Regions from separate parts of the Arachis hypogaea genome. Here region 1 is linked to region 2. Evidence: chromatin contacts called from public Hi-C data. All regions are on one chromosome and are shown on one strand. The core of a region is the stretch at or near the end of the contact, and the rest is flanking DNA. Distances in the headings are between cores, read along the strand shown.

Evidence for each region. Hi-C and Micro-C count contacts between places; a contact is called where the count stands out from the background.
Region 1: a Hi-C map of an unstated tissue shows a contact between it and region 2, with 6 times the contacts expected there. The contact joins the enhancer-like site here to the promoter of LOC112756322 in region 2. A contact is called at or near these places in 4 of 8 Hi-C or Micro-C datasets (leaf and an unstated tissue).

The regions. Positions count from the first base shown.
Region 1 is chr16:9,353,349-9,356,723 of arahy.Tifrunner.gnm2.J5K5, forward strand. No RefSeq gene overlaps it. Among protein-coding and RNA genes, the nearest start is that of TRNAK-UUU, 2.6 kb to the left of the region's middle. Within about 2 kb of position 1,658, at least 3 of the 3 cell types and tissues checked have open chromatin away from gene starts, as enhancers often do.
Region 2 is chr16:9,281,453-9,285,298 of arahy.Tifrunner.gnm2.J5K5, forward strand. It overlaps LOC112756322 (amino acid transporter AVT1A), which reads left to right and starts at 2,596. Exons shown (of 12, transcript XM_072219242.1): 1 at 2,596-3,203; 2 at 3,640-3,846. The coding sequence starts at 3,049.

The DNA.
Region 1 (3,375 bases), core at 408-2,907, 71 kb after region 2:
ATAAAAATAATAAGTTTTTTAGTTATTATTTCATATGAAATAGTTTAATTTATTATTATTAATTAATTTTAATATTTGTTATCTAAAATTTAAAACGATTTAACTTGTATACTTTTGATTAGGTGTTAGGTTTGTTGTACAAATAAAAATAATTAATTTTATACTTACTATTTAAAAGTAATATTTTTTCTCTCTACGAATATAAAATATAATTAGATATTAGCATAAAAAAATTATATTGATAGTTATAAAATTAATTCAAAATCAATTTCTTTTAAACAATTGAATCTTGATTTTAACTTTTAATCATAATATTAGTATTCTCTCTAAATTATATTTAATAAATATCTGAGAGAAGAGAAATAAAAATATAGATTAGAAAGATAAGCAGTAAAAATTTAAAACTAAATAAATATATAATAATAATAATTTTTTATTTAAATTATATTATTTTATTAATTTTATTTTTTGTAAAATAAAAAGATAGAAAAAATAAAGAATGAGAAAAAAGAGAGAAAGATAAAGATGAAGAATGAGAGAGGGAGTTTGTTAATTTTAAAAGAAAAAATTTTATTTTAATTATAATAAAAAAATTTTAAAAGAAAAAAATTTATTTTAATTATAATAAAAAATCGGGTGACATATTTTGACTTTTTAAATTACTAATATAAAATATAAATTATAAATTATATATAGATTGGAAAGAGTAAAGAGAAATAAAAAAAGAGAGATAGATGAGAGAATTTAAAAAGGGAGTTTATTAATTTTGGAGAAAAATATTTTCTCTCAATTTTAATAAGAGAATGTCATCTAAGACATTTGGTTATTAAATTAGATAATAATATATAAATATATAATAAGTTATATATAGAGTGAGAAGGATAGAAAGAAATAGAAAAAAAGGAGAGAGGTAGATAAGAGAATTTAAAAATGGAGTTTATTAATTTGGAAGGAAATATTTTCTCTCAAATAAGAGTGTCATGTGACACATTTTGTTATTAAATTAGATAGTAATATATAATATAGCTATATTTTAATTTTAATTTCAATATTTTAATAAAATTAAATAATATCATGTTGTACATTTTGATTGTCAAATTTGTAAGTAATCATTAATAATGATATATAAAAGAGATAGAGTGGTTGAAGAAATTAGAGGGATAGAAAAATGGAGAAAGAGGAGGGGAGAACTCTTTAATTTTAGAGAGAAAGATTTTATTGCAATTGTAACGAGAGAATACAAGTGGCATATTTTAGTTGTAAAATTAGTAGAGAAAGAAATAACTCTTTAATTTTGGACAGAAAGATTTGATTTTAATTACAATGAGGAATAACATATGGCATATTTTAATTGTAAAATTAGTAGCGAAGTGGTAGAAATATTTAATTTTGAAAGAAAATATTTGATTTCAATTACAATGAAAAAATAACCTATAACACATTTTAATTATAAAATTAGTAATATATAATAGATATATACCCGCAAATCTCAGCTTTGAAGGCTGCACAATTACCAATACTGTATGAAAAGCCTCCTACCGATTTCGGAATTTCCATTCTCATTTCTGATCCAGCTTTCCCATTTTGCCGAGATCCGTCTGTGTTGAGGGTTAATGATCTCATCAACACATGCATAGTTATGGATTATAGATATTCACAGAGGATGTAAGTATTTCTGGTAATGGGTTATATTTTGTGTTGATCTGCTATGGCTTTTTCCGGTTTAGTTTGGTCTGGTAAGTTATTTTTGGTCATGGGCCAGGTAAGTTTATGTTAAATGTATTAACACATCTTAATAATTATGAGACTCGAATAAAGCAGGCCTTACATATAGGCCCAATATTAATGGGCCGAAGAAACAAAAGTGAAAACACGGAAACCTAAAACATTTTGTGCCACGAACTTAAGGCCTAAAGATTGTGACAAAAAAGAATTAAGGCCTAAAGACCAATTGTTCTGATGTTTATCATAACAAAGACGTTGTTTTCTATTGGCTAGTGGCAGACCCTTAAATGGACCTCAGATCCGCGACGGATTATTCCTTAACCTGTCGGATTAGAAGATATTGTAGGAAACAAAACAAAAAACAAGACGCTGTTTCTCAGTTTCCATGACCACCCCCCCCCCTTCCCACACCACAAAAAAGAAAGGGGTAAATTACTTCCAAGTCTTGTTCCAATTAAACCAAAAAAAAAGGCTTTCGCAAATGCATGTAACAACTATAAATAAATAAGGAGGTATAAGTATCTAATTTGAAATACTAATGATAGGGACCTAATACTATAGTAACTAATTTCAGTCAATACTATAGCAAGTTATCAATTAAGTCTCATATGAAGTCCGTTAAAAATTAGCTTTTGCTAAGTTTGGATTTCGAATATTTCTTTTAATTTAAATTTTATATGTTCTTATTTTTAAGAGTTTTATATTTTTTTTTTCTTACGTTAAATGTTAACTGCAATACTAATTTTACAATACCAACTTGCAAGATTTTCTCAAATTAACAAATTTTAAAAGATGAAGTGAATGTGCTCACTCAAAATTGAAAAAAAAAATGAAGTGGATGCCAATAAAGCTATGTGCTAAAACACAAATATGATATACTTTATCCAAGCGACTTTTTTCTTTTGTCATTTTCTTACTTTTCTGCCATCATTTATTTATCATTTTTAAGTTAATATTTAATAAATTTTAAATATTAAAGATTAATTTTTAAATTTTAAATTATAATAATATAAAAATAAGGTATTGACCCAAAATATTAACTAATATTAAAAAAAAATGTTAGTGTTTAACATTTCTTTTTATTTAGAGTAAAATGACAATTAGATTTTTGAATATTTCGACATCATCGAACTAATTAGTTACTAAAAAAAATACTAATTTAGTCATTTGCAATAGTAAACAGTAGACATGTAATGTCATTCTATTAATTTATCACGTAAAACTTAATAGTGATGCTTATATATATCGTCACTTACTGTGACGCATTTTTTTATAAAAGATCGTCATGCAGATAACAACTTGTCTAGCAAAATTTCACTTATTTTAGTAGGATTTGTGATAAATAGAGAACACTTGATAAATATTATATAAAAACTCAAAAATATAATAAATGTTTCCCTATCCAAAATTATATTATTTAATTTCTATCTCATGTGGCAAGTGGCAACAATAGAATACACACTACTATAAATAACAAAATACATATATGAATATTAGACAACTTTATTTCGTTTTGCACTATCTATTAAAAAAAAAAAGAAATATATATTCAATATTTATTATCATAAAAAACTTGATATTTTTTTAAGACTAATTAATTCGAAGTCAAAATTCTTAAAGATCTAATTGTGGCCTTACTCTTTTATTTGT
Region 2 (3,846 bases), core at 1,346-3,845:
TAAAACCGTGGCTCGCCACCGCGTGTTCCAGGTTGATTCTCGATACTCTGTTGACTCTACGTTGTAAGGGTGATCGGGCACGTATAAATTCCCGGGTATGGATAACCTCCATTGAGTGATTATATGATGAATGTATGTGAACTCGATGCATAGACTCTTGGGGATGCGCGACGGGGGATAGTCTAAGGTTTTTGAACTTGTCGGGTTGGCTGGATAACCGACAGATGGGCCCCATCAGCCATAGGACAGGCATGCATCATATGCATTTGTTTGTTTTGATTGTTTTGCACTTCCTAGGTATGCCTAACTGATATATACCAGTTGTTACCTGTTATACTTGCTACTTGTACTATCTGCTCATTACTTGTGCTTGATCTTATTTGGTTGTTTGTTTCTGTTGCATTATGGATGATGGAGGAAATGGAGAAATGGTTTGGTGTTAGACTAGGATTGAAATTGAGTAAGTTAGATAGATTTAGAATACCTACCCTTGTTTATGGTTTCTGTTTAGTAATTAAGTTGGATAATTGAATAACGGAGTTCTAGGATTGCCTATGACATTCTCAGGACCTTATTTATTATATGCGTGGCACTTTTACTATGTTGAGAACCTCCGGTTCTCATTTCATATTGTGTTGCTGTTTTTCAGATGCAGGTCGAGAGGCTCCTCGTTAGGCGTCTGGATCTTGAAGCGAAGTAGTTTCTGGATGTATTTTGGGTTTTTGTTTATATTTTTGTATATTCAAGTAACTTGTGTATGCTGCTCCTCCTAGAGGTTGAGGGAGAGATAGGAGTTTATTTTGGTATTTTGGTGTATTTTGGGGATACCTATGTATGTTCATATGTATATATATATCCTCCGGCCAGCCTTAGCTTCGCAGGCTGAGTCAAGAGCTAGTTTTACTGTTTCCTTGGCTTTCCTTTACATCTTTGGTTTACCATTATCATTTTCATATTAGATTTCTTAGTACGCAAGTAGCCCTATTCCTTGAGCGTTGCGCTTTTCATTTTGCGATTTTTGTTTACCCGTTTGTTTCAAGGCTCTTAGTATACTATTTCTTTTATACATATATGTATATTTTTACTGTTAGATGTTCGTAATACCTTACTATCTCATTCTTATGACTTAAGCATAAGATTTAGTATAATAGGGTGTTACAAATAAGGTTTTCCTTTTATCAAAATAACACATTCGAAGTGGTTTTTCTTTTTTCTAAGGCAATGCGTGAAAAAATGGAAACATTATTATACAAAGTAAGACAAAAATATTATTTAAATGCTAAAATTAATCATTATTAATTTATATATATGTATCTATAATTTAATTTATTTTAAATATATATTTTATATTGATAACTAATTTTAAGATATACTTAGATTTAATTTGGTAAAAATTTTTAAAAGTATAAATATCTCGTTTTGTATTTGGTAAATTAAAAAACTTATGTATTTATACAGTTTTTAAAAATTAGGAGTGCTTTTGAAAATACTTAAAGGAGAATATTTTAAAATTAGTTTATGCTCATCAAAATTAAAAAGTCTAATATAATTTTATATATTAATTAATATCTAAATTTAATTTTTATATTAATATCTATAATAATATTTTTAAATTTTAAAAATTATTTTACTAAACATGTTTATTGTTGTTTGTATTTATTAAAGTCATTTTTATTTAATTTATTAAATATAAATACTATAATTTAAAAAAAATATTAAAAAATTACTAAAATTCATTATTTTTTATTATTATTTAACCATCACTCAAATCTAATAATATATTTTATTCTATACTTTTAAATATTAATTATCAAATAAAAATTAAAAACAATAAATTTTAATAATTTTTTAATTTTTTTTAATTCCCTTTTAAAAACTAACTTTTAAAACCTACTTTTAAATATTAGGAAATTATTTAATTTTCTAATTTATTTGTGGGCAATACATATATTGATTATAATAACAAATTATGCTATTTCAAAGTAAATGACTTATATAATGATGATCTCATTTATTGTTATAAATGTTAAATTGAATAAGTCATTATTACTTTTGATTTGAAATTAAATCAGAATAAAACTAGATATTATCTTTTGTTCCTTAAATAATTATCTTTTGGATTTTTGATATATTATCTTTTGGACTTTAGATACTATTTTATTTAGACTTTAGAGTTGAATAGGTGCCATGCTCAAATATAAATAGGCCTTCAGAGTTTCGGTCCCAAGATACCAAAGTTGCCTTTATTGTTTTTTTCCATCAAAAGAGTCACAATTCAACCGCCTAAAAATACAGAAAGACTTTAGTTGACGAAGATCAAAAGAATCACAAGCTCCAAATTCTTCCATCAGTTTTTGATTTCTATAAATAAAGGTACGTTTCCACAATGAAATAATTAATTTTGTTCAATTTAAGAAGGAAATAGATAAGAAATTAAAAATATTTAAAAATAATTTAGCCCATGCCTATCGAAATTGCATCATCAGCGCCACCTCAACATGTTGCATGCTGAATCATCAACTAGTCACAATCAGATACAATTGCGTGTTAAATAGTTGTCATTGATTAACAAAATTTGTATTTTTTTAATTATTAGTATCTACCCATTGGAAGACAAACTAATGAAATTCAAATCCGTTTAAAATAATGAGAATTATTATTGAGCAAGGTTCGTAGAGGACACTAAGCAAATGATGAGTGGTCCCATATTTCACGGATTGAAAGTGTGAGAAGAGATGCTTACAATTGTCGAGCACTGGCTACGTACTACTGAGCTCTTTCGTTCTTACACACGCCGCTTTCCAATGCATGCGTTACGCATTCAAACCCAATCCTCACCGTTCCTTTCATCTAAACCCTCACAAAATTATCCATGTTTTGGATTTTTCTTAATTAATTTTCAGAGCGCGCGCACTCACTCCCATACCGCCATGTCATTCATCTGGATCTCGTTCAAAAAGATAGAGTTTCTTTGATTTATTTGTTTGTTTCAGGTTTGAGTAGTTCAAAACTTCAAATCAACTCAGAGATCAGAGTGCGGTAGCAGTAATGGTGAGAGGCTCTCGATCTCAGATTTCGTTGAATTATGATGGTAACGAAGACGAAGACATTGAAACCGTCAACTACGACAGTGGTAGTGACAATGAAGATAAGCTAGATCCGCCTGAGTCTTTCTCTTCTCGCCAATGGCCTCAAAGTTACAAGTACGGACATTCTTTTTCTTCTTCACTGCCATTTTTGTTTCCTGTGTTTGCTTTTCCTTTCTTAGAATTGATTCTAGTTACAATTAATTATGCATAATTGATTTGCGGTAATGTTAAGGAGACAGAAAAAGAGTGTGTTTGACAAATGCCTTGGGGAGGAGAGAGAGGCATGTTTGAGCTTCTTTATGTTTGCCATTTTTTTTTGAATGTTGAGGGACCAAAGAATTATTAAAATAAAATAAAATCATTGTAATGGTTGTGTGAGGAGGGTGACTAAGATTGTCTAGATTCTTTTGGTTTACTCAACAGCTGTTGCGAGTATGGCACGTGATGTATGTGTGTAGCCTTTTGTGTCTCTGTTATTGGTTTCGTTGATGAGGCCATTCACTATTCTTCTCTGATTATGTGTTTCTTTCTTTTTTTTTTCTTATGACAGAGAAGCAACTGATTCTTACTCAATTGCTGCAGCTCCGAGTCTTGGATCATTTCTTCGAGGACCGAGTGTTATCTATTCAAGCTTCGTCAACAAGTCAAAGAGTTATTTAGAACTAGATGCAAAGGCTTCTTTTCTGTCTGGTCTGGGATATGGTGGTAGTGTGCATCAAGATGGGATCACAAGACAATCAACATGGTGGGAGAAAGC